Regions from separate parts of the Muntiacus reevesi genome. Here regions 2 and 3 are each linked to region 1. The links are chromatin contacts, called in public Hi-C maps. All regions are on one chromosome and are shown on one strand. Each heading gives the region's core, a stretch centred on a gene start, on an enhancer-like site or on the middle of the called end of the contact. The rest is flanking DNA. Distances are from core to core; before and after follow the strand shown. Region 1 holds the start of ANKRD40 (ankyrin repeat domain 40). Region 2 holds the start of RSAD1 (radical S-adenosyl methionine domain containing 1). Region 3 holds the start of SPATA20 (spermatogenesis associated 20).

The links. Hi-C and Micro-C count contacts between places; a contact is called where the count stands out from the background.
Region 2: a Hi-C map of blood shows a contact between it and region 1, with 4 times the contacts expected there. The contact joins the promoter of RSAD1 here to the promoter of ANKRD40 in region 1. A contact is called at or near these places in 2 of 3 Hi-C or Micro-C datasets (blood and muscle).
Region 3: a Hi-C map of muscle shows a contact between it and region 1, with 6 times the contacts expected there. The contact joins the promoter of SPATA20 here to the promoter of ANKRD40 in region 1. A contact is called at or near these places in 2 of 3 Hi-C or Micro-C datasets (blood and muscle).

Annotation. Positions count from the first base shown.
Region 1 is chr18:26,315,786-26,319,732 of mMunRee1.1, forward strand. It overlaps ANKRD40 (ankyrin repeat domain 40), which reads right to left and starts at 1,886. Exons shown (of 5, transcript XM_065909046.1): 1 at 1,497-1,886. The coding sequence starts at 1,630. It also overlaps the pseudogene LOC136150143.
Region 2 is chr18:26,105,336-26,109,282 of mMunRee1.1, forward strand. RSAD1 (radical S-adenosyl methionine domain containing 1) reads left to right here and starts at 2,029. Exons shown (of 9, transcript XR_010659634.1): 1 at 2,029-3,665. It overlaps ACSF2 (acyl-CoA synthetase family member 2), which reads left to right. Exons shown (of 15, transcript XM_065909144.1): 12 at 1-121; 13 at 937-1,078; 14 at 1,159-1,269; 15 at 1,734-1,877. The coding sequence ends at 1,784.
Region 3 is chr18:26,166,578-26,170,524 of mMunRee1.1, forward strand. It overlaps SPATA20 (spermatogenesis associated 20), which reads left to right and starts at 2,233. Exons shown (of 18, transcript XM_065910449.1): 1 at 2,233-2,347; 2 at 2,537-2,732; 3 at 3,026-3,143; 4 at 3,292-3,471; 5 at 3,573-3,637; 6 at 3,808-3,947. The coding sequence starts at 3,067.

The DNA of each region.
Region 1 (3,947 bases), core at 636-3,135:
TCCATTAATTACTGCAAATTCTTGGGGAAACTTTGTTTTTCTTATCTGCAAAACAAGGGAATAACAATAGCTCTGTCCCTAAGCAGCTATGAATGAGATGATACACAAAAATAATACATTTGGAACCTTGTTTGCACTACAGAGCAAGCTCAGTAAATGTTACCTACTTATATGATGCTGCATTTCCTTAAATGTTCACAACTCTTCTGAAATAACTAGAAAATGAAGTGACTCTGGCAAGGTCATATTGCTAAGCAGGAATGGAGAAGGACCAGCACTAAAGTCCAGGCTTGTTCTTCTACACAACACTGCCTCCCAGTGCCAAAACAATGATTCACAGCTTGTGAACCACACAGCAACGCTAGAAATCGCATACACAGAAAAGCACACACAGAAACCACACACGGAAAAGCCAGCTAGTTTGTAAACACTTTAACAAAATAAAACAAAAAAAAGCAATTTCTACTGTTTCCTGGTTTTCTGAATAGTCACCCAGGCTGTTTTCTTTGGGATAAGTTGGTTGATGGATTTGTGAGGAAGTAAGGAAACGGTGATTCTGGTCCTGGCTATTGACAGTTGTGTGACCTAGGGCAGGTTATTCTCTGGGATTGAACCTATCTCCAATGAATCTTTTAGTTTTAAACTGCATGATTCCACTTTAGAAAATAAAACATTTGCAAACTCACTTTAATTCTCAGCTAGCAAACAGCCTGGTTAAGCATTACTTGGATCAAATAAAAAAATTTAAATGAGAAGAGAGCAGAATAACACCATATTCAGTAACTTAATACAAAAAAATTGACCACCAGCACTTCTTAAAATGTGGCTCCTTATTTAGTTGGGAAGGACTCAATCACTGGCATGCATCTGAAGCCTTGGGTAAAGTTCCATATTTGAAACTGTTTTAAGAAAACAAAACAAAACATTATCTAGGATTAATGAATGAGTCTTCCAGCCACAGGCAGCTGTGGGTAGCAGCAAATCACTGCTGCAGTAGGACAATAGAGAAGCAGAACAGGAATGCAAGTGATTTATTTTCCCTAGTCTTGGGAAAAGAAATCGTGCTAAAAAAAAAAAAAAGAAAGAAAGAAATCGTGCTAGTTTATAAGATCCACGTTTGCTCAACTGTTTATGCTTTTTGCTCTGCACAGATGTGTTCTTCAGAGTAATTCCAAACTCGAACTGGTGTGAGCTCCAAATGAGGGTGAGAGTAATCAGCACCTTTCGGGACACGTTATGGGGGTGGGGTCGGCGGGGCACGGGGCGCCAGGGTTCGGGTGGGCGCTGCCGGCGCAGGACCACGTGGGCCGAGATTTGGGCACGACACGCCGCAGACTCTCCGAGGCAGGGGGGCCAGTGCTAGCCTCCAGAGCGCACAACCTCGTTGGCTCTGGGGTGCCGGGCCACGCCTTAGCAGGCTTCCGGGGCTGCGCTAGGCCGAGGTCGCGTCCCGGGCCGGATGCCCTGACCCTAGGCCTCCCCCGCTCCCCACTTACCAGCCGTTGACCTCATTTTGGGAGTTCACATCCACCCCGCTCTCCACCAGTTTCTGCACCTCCCGAATGTCCCCCAAGGCCGCGGCCTCCCGCAGCCTCTCCTGCTGCTCCTTCTGCTCGAGGAGAGCGCTCATTTTTCCTTGGCCCCAGGTCCCCGCCAGGGCACGCCCGCCCAGCCCTGGCCGGTCAGCGCCGCCGCCGCCGCGGACCACTCCCCGCCATGGAGAGACCGCGCGGGGCACACCTGCCCCGCTCGCGCTGCAGCCCGTGCCGAGCCAGGGGCCTCCGCTCCCCCTTCGTGGCACGCCCGCCGCTCCCCTGCTGCTCCCGGCCCACGGGCCTAAGCCTCCTCCCGGCCGCGCCTCCCACAGGCCGGCTCCGGGGGAACCTATTCAGAGTGACAACCCTGACCCAGATATTTTCCGTTCCTACCTTCCGCGCGCGCGAGGGCTGGCTGTTTATGTAACTGCTGCACAATATTATCTGCCGTGATTCACCAACTATTTTTAGACCTCCCCACCCCGCAGCTTCCAGAGAGGAGGACAGACACGAGGAAAGGGAAGAATGCGTATTTGAGAGCCAGGAAAGCCTAATCCTCTGGAGCAGGGTGTTTACCAGGCATCAAAAATAATTGGTTTAAGAAAACAGACAAAAATAATAGTAATAATTGGTTTTGTTTTTCCCCCAGTTTGCTTGGCTCTTTTTCCTTATCTGAATCAACTCTTGCCTAGCAGGATGGGGAAATGGGCTGAAAACGATCCCACTATTATATGCCCATTATTGCAGAAATAGAATACACGGTTCTTTCTTTTGACACTGCTTGGGACCATTCAGTTCGATCATTTCAACTGCTGTTGTCTTACTCACATTTTAGAGATTTCTTCTAATTTGGCTTTCAGGAAAAATATTTATATTGTGCTCAGAGTCTATAAACTGATTCATTACTGCTTTTAAATCATAATTAATTACTCTTCGTGAAGGCCATGTAAGGAAAAAAAGAAAAGAACACCAAAGAGGCTTTCAAGTTATTCCAGTCTTTAATATCAGGAGCTAGGGAGAGAAGTGGTCCAAGTATAAACAGCATTCTTCCTGACTGTCTGCCTAATCAATCTAAGGAGGCTCAGAGCCTGGGCTGGCACTGCTGTACTACACAGCAGGAGAAAAAGAAGAGTATTGTTGTGCTGAGCCCAGGTTCCTAGGCGAGATCTTCCAATGTGGCACAGGATGGAAGCTTACAGATGGGGTTGGAAGGATTAAGGAGTAACCCTGGGGTGGGGAGGAGGAAGGCCTGAACACAAGAGATAAAATAGGAAATGACAAATTTAGGCATGGAGTTTTCATTTCCCTCTCTTGGGGCAGCCCAGGATTTGCACAGCAAGCACTTTTCTTGCTGTGCCTGCGTGCTCAATCGATTACTTAGCAACCCCATGGACTGTAGCCGGCCAGACTCCCTGTCCATGGAATTTTCCAGGCAAGAATACTGGAGTGGGTTGCCATTCCTACTCCAGGGGGTGCATCTCTTGCATTGGCAGTCAGGATTCTTTACCACTGAGCCACCTGGGATGCCCTTTCTTCTTGCTACTGTTTTATGAAAAACTCATCTGTTTATTATGTTACAGTCATTCACACAGTGCACATCAGGTGGTGCTGAATACAAACTGACTGCATACTTACATTGACCTTATAGTGAACTGGAACTCTGCTTGAGGTTACATTTTCATTTGTCCCCCAACACCAACTTTAATTCTCAGCATGGTACTCCATCTGAAACTGATGTGCATAATAGTACTGGATTTGGGCCCTTCAGCACAATTCAAGGGACAGGGGAGTAGATAGTGGCCTCTTTAAAAAAAAGAAAAAAGTAGCAGTTCAAAAAGCTTGGTAGAGAGCATACATCAAAATCTGTGAGTTCTCTTTGTAAGGATTTATTTGTTAAATTACCCATGTGCCCTACAATAACTATTGAATCAACGAACATAAATATTTTCTTAAACAACCTCTGATGCCTGCATGCTAAGTCACTTCAGTTGTGTCCGACTCTTTGCGACCTTACCCACTGTAGCCCACCAGGGTCCGTCTTCTGTCCATGGCATTCTCCAGGCAAGAATACTGGGGTGGGTTGCCATGCGGATCTTCCTGACCCAGGGATCACTTGTATCTCCTGCATTGGCGGGTTGGTTCTTTACCACTAGCACCACCTGGAAAACCCTAAACAACCTCTACTTATCTTTAACTCCAGTATTCTGCTTGTTATTCTCACATTAAAAAAATAAAACTTTCTCTGCAAACAAAACCTTTACCCTGGCCATAACTGAATGCAATCTGATGGCTATTCATTTCCTTTTATCTACACTTTGTCTTGTCTCGGGAATTATCTTAACTCCCTGGGCGTATCAGACATGTATTGTTTGCCAGGCACTATTCTAGGCACTGAAGATCCTGCTGCAAAGA
Region 2 (3,947 bases), core at 779-3,278, 210 kb before region 1:
TGGCAGAGCTGAACACACCTGGAGAGCTGTGCATCCGAGGGTACTGCGTCATGCTGGGCTACTGGGGTGAGCCCCGGAAGACCGAGGAAGCAATTGGACAGGACAAGTGGTACCGGACGGGGTGAGAAGGCAGGGCAGGGTGGAGCGCTTGGCCGCCAAGGGGACGCTGGGGGTCCTGAGGCTGAGTTGGGAACACTGAACTAGAACTGGGAGAACCAGTTGTCAAGATGGCCCCTTCACATCTCAGAGACTTAGTTTCCAAAATGTATAAAATGAGGATGATCATATTCTCCAAATAGGGCTCCTGGAAGGACCAAATGCAGTACAGATGAGAACTCCTGGGGTAGTGCCTGCAAAATCTGAGCCTAGATTCAGTCTCATTTAATTCAACAAACTCTAATTATGCACCTGCCATGTGCTAGCACTGTTGTAAACACTGGTGGTCCAGGGGAAAGCACAATGGGCAGGATCCTGCCGTCACTTCCCACATGTCTGGTGGAGGAAGACAGATACAGTCAAGATCGTTTCTGACATTCATAAACACAGCTAATAAGATAGAGTCACAGGAGAGAGAGTGGCTGTGGTGGAGAAGGGAGATTCTTTTCTCTTTGGTGATCAGAGGAGGCGTCTCTCAGGTGGAAATGTTTGAGCTGAAACCTGAATGGTAAGAAGCCAGCCCCAAAAGGTGTATGTATAGATATGTTTAGAGAGAGAGAGAGAGAAAATAGGCTATAGGTATGGGTTTACTTGGTTTGGTCTGCCTCCTACATGAGATAGTTCCTCCTGTATGATCCAGGTAATGTCTTGTGCCATATGCCCCAGAATCTAGAGTAGTGTAAGACATACAGTAGGTGTTTCCTAAGTGTTTGGGAGTGAGTGAGGGAAGCCAGCCAGATGAGGCAGAGGTCAGGGGTAGCTCCTGGGCTTTCCTTACAGAGACATTGCTACAATGGATGAGCAGGGCTTCTGCAAGATTGTGGGCCGCTCTAAGGATATGATCATCCGTGGCGGCGAGAATATCTACCCCGCCGAGCTCGAGGACTTCTTTCACACACACCCACAGGTTCAGGAAGTGCAGGTGAGGCACCCAGCCCAGGTAGAACCCAAGAGCAGGGGACACAGATGGGGATGTCTGATATCTGTCTCTGACTCTGGAAGGTGGTGGGAGTGAAGGATGACCGAATGGGGGAGGAAATCTGTGCCTGCATTCGGCTCAAGGAAGGGGAGAAGACCACGGCAGAGGAGATCAAGGCTTTCTGCAAGGGGAAGGTGGGAGCCTCAATTCACCCCCAAGCATCGCCACATTGCTCAGTTCTCTAATACCCTCTACCTGCCAACCCGTCAGCCCACTGCCCACTGTGACCCTGCTCGGCCTCATGCTTTAAATCCCCCTCTGGCCTGCAGATCTCCCACTTTAAGATTCCGCGGTACATCGTTTTTGTCACCAACTACCCCCTCACCGTCTCAGGAAAGGTATGTAAAGAGACCAGGGAGGGGCAGGGAAGTTGGAGCCCAGGTGCAGAAGGTCGGGTGGCCCCGCCTGAGCCTCCCTGAGTGATGAGCCAGAGTCTGCTGAGAGGCCGGCAGTTGGGTCACACGTTTGTCAGCTCATGCTGGTTTGCCCTGAACTTTCCTGGCTTTAGCCTGAGAAACTCCTCAGTCCCAGGCAAACCAGCAGGGCTTGGACACCCTAGCTAGCCTGCCTAATTCTCACTTCTTTCACTTTCCTCTAGATCCAGAAATTCAAACTTCGGGAGCAGATGGAGCAACATCTAAACCTGTGAATAGAGGAAGGTAGATCCTTCCTCCCTGCCCTTCTCCCCCATGCCCCATGTCTGCTTTGTGATCTGGCATAAAGAGCTTCTCTGTTTACTCTGGCTGGTCTCTTGCTGCTGTGCTGTCTTTGCAGCTGCTACAGGATGGAGAAGGGAAGAGACCGAAGCACTTTAAACTTCCTATTCCTTATCAACGATGGTGCTAAGCACTTTAGCATGCATTATCTACTTCATTTAATCCTCGCTCGATCCCTTTGAGATATCAACACAATTAGGGCGTTATCTAACACAATTAGATATCAACACACATTTCTTTTTCACATTGTTGCCAGATTAGTGCAGCAAGAAGTAGTTTTTTAAAACAGCTTTATTGAGTTATAATTCACATACTACCCAATTCACCCATTTAAAGTGTTACTTTCAATGGTTTTTAGTATATTCACAGATGTGTGCACTGATCAACAAAGTCAACATAAAAAATGTTCATCACCTCTTAAAAATAAACTCTATACCCTTTAACTATCATACTACATCCCTCTACTCCCCCATCCCTCCCAACCAAACCAATTTTGATCTTTTTTCTTAATCAGTGAAACCAGGGCTTCCTTGATGGGCAGTTAAAGCAGGATAAAGCAAGCTGTAGCTTGATCCAAGAAATAAAAAACAGCTAAGTATATCGATTTCTAGTTCAGAGACAGAAGGAAAAGTTCCTTCTGCTTGCAAGCCTTATCTCCCAGTGTTTGCCCCCAGCAGCAGCAAGTTCGTTTTACTTTTTAGAAAATGAACATAAATTTAGGGTGTTCTGAGTGCCAGTCACTATATACATACAGACACATCCATATCCTGTTGTATCCATATCCAGATACATCCAACATTTCCTGTTGGAATCTTCCCAAGAACACAGTCAAGCAGGCATTAGCCCCATTTCACAAAGGATGAAACTGAAAACTCAGGAAGTTCAGTGTCTTGCCCAAATTTACACGGCTGGAATTAGAACCCAGCTGCCTGATTCCAAAGCCCATGATCTTTCCACTTCCTGGCCTTCTGAACCCTATCTGTCCCACATGCACCACCTGACTCTCCTCACAGCAGATGCCTGGGGGGTTGGCCCGACCCAGGTGACAGCCTGCGCTCCTGACCAAGCAGGGATTTTCTGCTCCTGCAGCATTCAGTCCAAGTGCCCTCTCCTCCCCCACTGAGTCCACAGCCCTTGTAACAGACCAACGTCACAGCACGGAGCACACTGGCCTGGTATCCAGGAGGTGCTGAATTAAATCGGTTGCCTGTTGTCGCTTGTTGGTTTACCTCTCCCGTGTCTCCTGTACCTGTACTTCGCCCTAATCTTATGCATCTGGATGTCCTCAGCGCCCAAACTCTGAGCCAGGAACATAAAACGTGAAGAAACCTACTGAACGAACTGACAGGTCCTGGATCGATCCAGGAACTCGCTCGCGATGGGGTGCCAAAAAGTGGGGCGCTCCCCCACTACACCTCCAGCCGCCAGAGAAAGGACGGCCGGGCGGCTGCAGTGAGGGCATCGGTGCCCAGCAGGTGGCGCTACGCCCCCGAGCCCTTAGCGCGGTGCTCCGTCAAAGGGCGCGGCCACGCAGCCCCGGTCCTTCCGCCCGGGCGGCCGCTCTCCCCGCCTGCCACCCCACCCCGCCCGCCTCTGCGCGCGCCGTAAAACCTACCCTGGGCTTGTCTCGGGCTTGCGTCCTGCCCCGCACTACGGGCCGCTCAGCCATAGCGGGCGCCATGGCCTTCCCGCGGGCCCAGGCCCGCGGCTGGGTGAAGGCCGCCAAGCTGGCCCAGAGGCGCCGCCCCGCGGAGGACACGGGAGGACCCCAGAGTCCTGCGCCCGGGAGCCAGCGCGCCGCGCTTTACGTCCACGTGAGTGGGGAGGGGAGGCGGAGTCGCGGGAGCGGAGGACCGCGAGCCCCCGGGGCTCTTGTCACGCCGCGGGCCCACCTGCCGTCCTTCACGGGCCCGAGGCGAGGTCTGGGACCTGTTCCCTGGCAGAGAAAGGTCTTGGTCCGGAGAACTGAAGTCTCTGGTGCTCACAATCTCGTTGACCTTGACAAGTGATTTCCCTTCTGAACCGCAGTTTTCTCCCATTGAAGTGGGCTTACTCATCCCCTTGGAGAGTTGTGTGGCTTAGATGCGGTAGCCACT
Region 3 (3,947 bases), core at 983-3,482, 150 kb before region 1:
ACCAGCCCCATTCTGCACTTCACTTTTGACACACACCCCCATAGACAATCCTGATGATGTTTCCTTTTCTGCTGACCTCAAATCTACCACCTTCTCTCCATCTCCACCTCTGCCTAGTGCAGACCTCCCAGAGCTCTCTGCTGGGTCCTGCTATGGCCTTTGAACCCTTCTGCTTCCACTCTTGCCTCTTTACAGTCCATTCACCACCAGAAAGCTGGAGGGACCTTTCCAAAATGCAAGGTCACTCCCTCGACTAAAGCCCTTCCACAGCTTCCTTCTGCTCTCATCAGTAACCAAACTCCTGCTCACAGTTCAAAACCTGGCCCCTGCCCTCCTCCTCAACGTCACCACCTCATCTGCACCTCTCTTCCCTGTGCTGTCTGTCCTACAGCTGTGCTTCTGCGGCACCTCCGCCCTGACTCACTGCTGTACCACAGGGCCTTTGCACATCTGTTCCTCCTGCTTCCCCAGCACTTCCCCCAGGTCCTTTCCAGATTGCATCCTCTTGTTCTTCGAAAGCTGCTACACAAATGTGATTTCCTTAGGAAGACCTTCCCCCTCCTCTCTCCCACCAGACAAGTTTCCTTGTGGTACCTAGTCATGGCACGTCTCACAGTGGGTGGTTGTACATTAATTTGTATGGCTGTTGGATTAGTTTTTGCCTCCCTTATCAGACTATGAGTAACACAAGGATGGGATGACCTGGGCTCTCTCTGCCCACTGTTGTACCTAGCATAGTGTCTCATGGGCACTCAATAAATGTTGACTAAGGTAACCTATATGCAGGTCAGGAAGCAAGTTAGAACTGGACGTGGAACAACAGACTGGTTCCAAATAGGAAAAGGAGTGCATCAAGGCTGTATATTGTCACCCTGCTTGTTTAACTTATATGCAGAGTACATCATGAGAAACACTGGGCTGGAAGAAGTACAAGCTGGAATCAAGATTGCGGGGAGAAATATCAAGAACCTCAGATATGCAGATGACACCACCCTTATGGCAGAAAGTGAAGAAGGGCTAAAAAGCCTCTTGATGAAAGTGAAAGAGGAGAGTGAAAAAGTTGGCTTAAAGCTCAACATTCAGAAAACTAAGATCATGGCATCTGGTCCCATCACTTCATGGCAAATAGATGGGGAAACAGTGTCAGACTTTATTTTTTTGGCCCCAAAATCACTGCAGATGGTGATTGCAGCCATGAAATTAAAAGACACTTACTCCTTGGAAGGAAAGTTATGACCAACCTAGATATTAAAAAGCAGAGACATTTCTTTGCTAACAAAGGTCCGTCTGGTCAAGGCTATGGTTTTTCCAGTGGTCATGTATGGATGTGAGAGTTGGACTGTTCAGAAAGCTGAGCACCGAAGAATTGATGCTTTTGAACTGTGGTGTTGGAGAAGACTCTTGAGAGTCCCTTGGACTGCAAGGAGATCCAACCAGTCCATCCTAAAGGAGATCAGTCCTGGGTGTTCATTGGAAGGACTGATGCTGAAGCGGAAACTCCAATACTTTGGCCACCTCACGCGAAGAGCTGACTCATTGGAAAAGACCCTGATGCTGGGAGGGATTGGGGGCAGGAGGAAAAGGGGATGACAGAGGATGAGATGGCTGGATGGCATCACCAACTAGATGGACATGAGTTTGGGTAAACTCTGGGAGTTGGTGATGGACAGGGAGGCCTGGTGTGCTGCGATTCATGGGGTTGCAAAGAGTCGGACACGACTGAGCGACTGAACTGAACTGAAGGGTAGCAAATGAGACTCGTAAAATACCTGATAGCACCTGAAAGTTGGTTCATTATTATTATTCAGAGGCTTCCTGAGGGGGTGGGGTTTGAGCAGGACCTTCAGGTGAGGGGGCAGAGCAAAGGCGAAGCTCCGAGTTCGGATGGCCTGGAAAAGCCACGCCTTTGCCTCTCACCTCATTTCTCATTTGTAAAACGGGCAAGGGTTGGAAAAAATGAACGGAGGCTCTGGCTTTCCACGGCCCTGGCATCCTCACAGCCTCCATATTCTCCGTAAGAGGGTTACCGCCCCACAGGCCCTGAATTAGGTCCACCCAGTTTTTTGCACAGACCTGTGTCCTCCCAAGCCCCCAGTATACGGTCTGCAGTCCCGTGATCGGCCACCGAGCGGCGCTCAGAGACCAGCCTGCTGCCCGCCGTATCGGTGAAGACACTCCCCCGGCCGGTTCGGTGCATGGGCCTGCCCGTCGCCGCTTCCCTCCCGCCCTCCTCCTGTCCGCAGCGTCGGGGCCGACCGCCACCAGCAGCCATGCTGGGCGCGCGGACCTTACGGTGCCGCGGCTTCCTGCTGCTCGGGACCGGGCCAGTCCTCGCCTTGAGCTACAGGTACGGGCGGGCGAGGGGCACGCTTCAGCACCCGGCGCCTGCGGAGCCCCGGGGTCAGTTGTCCTGGCGCTGGTCCCCTGTGCCTGCCCGGTCACCTCCCCACCCCATGCCTGCCTTCCCCCCCAGACTAGGACCAGCTCCTGCGACCGGGCTCAGACAGTAATCCTCTCCTCTCTCCCTCCCCTCCAGCTGCAGGGCTCGCTTGCCGCAGGAACTCTCCAGGAAGCCTTCCTTGAACCCCAATGCTGGGCCAAGGGTTCTTGTCCGACAGCACTCTGGGCTGGCCTGTCACAGCGCTTGATGCTGCAAAGGCTTGTCATTACTTAGGCCTGCCCTTCCCAGGCCGAGCTCCCTGAGATCAGACCCAGTTACTGATTCTCTGAGGGTAATGGGGATCTGGCACAGGACCTGGCCCCCCAGAAGTGCCCACTGGATGAATATTGAGTGAGGGAGTCCCTGATGCCATTTGAATTTCTTCTCCTTGCCCCTCACCTGGCCCAGTCCTACACACAGCAGCCTTCCTGCCCAGATCATATACCCAGGCAGGCATGCCAGAGATACCTCCAGCCCAGTCACCCTGGGTGGGGCCCGGTGAGGGGGAGAGAATGGAGCCTGAAAGACCATTCCACCCATTGTGACTCGCCCTGACCTCACAGTCATCATCGTTCCCACCACCAGGTCGAGAGGTTGGGGGAGACTAACCTGGCAGGGAGCCCCCAATGAGCCACCTTTCTTCACCCCCCCATAAACACAAGGGGGAACACAAAGGCCACGGTCTCCCCCGTGGTTCAGAAAGGTGGGTTGGGCTGGGAGCAGGGGGTTCCGGGAGAGGTACCACGGGGCATGGGGGGTGGGGGGATGGTCAGGTGGGCCTCTGGGCTGGGTGTAGGTGGAAGCAGTGGAAACTCCTGGTCTGATCTGCCTGACCCACCTGCCCACACCAGGGGTAGCTCCTCCCGGGACAAGGACCGAAGTGTAACGGTCAGTAGTTCGGTGCCTATGCCTGCTGGAGGGAAGGGGAGCCGGACTAACTGCCCTCAGTCCACGCCCCAGAAGGTCCCCAACCGCCTGATCAATGAGAAGTCACCGTACCTCCTGCAACATGCCTACAACCCTGTGGACTGGTGAGTCCTCTCCTGATGCCCTCCTGGGGCAGCTAGACCCTCAATCTTCCTACTGCCCCCCTCCCAAGCTAGTGAGTGATGCCCCACTCTACTGGCCTTAGGTACCCCTGGGGACAGGAAGCCTTCGACAAGGCCAAGAAAGAAAACAAGCCAATTTTTCTTTCAGGTACTGCATCCACCATTCCTGGGATGGGCGCAGGGGAGTGGTGGTAGATAGGGGATGGGTCCTTTGGGCCTGGGGCCTTCCAGGAAACTAGATGCTAGGGCATTGTAGGCCCAGTTGGAGCCCTTTGGCTGCCCCTCTCTGACCAGTCACTGGTCGTGGCCCCATACCAGTGGGGTACTCCACCTGCCACTGGTGCCACATGATGGAAGAGGAGTCCTTCCAGAACGAGGAGATTGGACGCCTGCTCAGTGAGGACTTTGTCAGTGTGAAGGTGGACCGGGAGGAGCGGCCTGATGTGGACAAGGTGTAT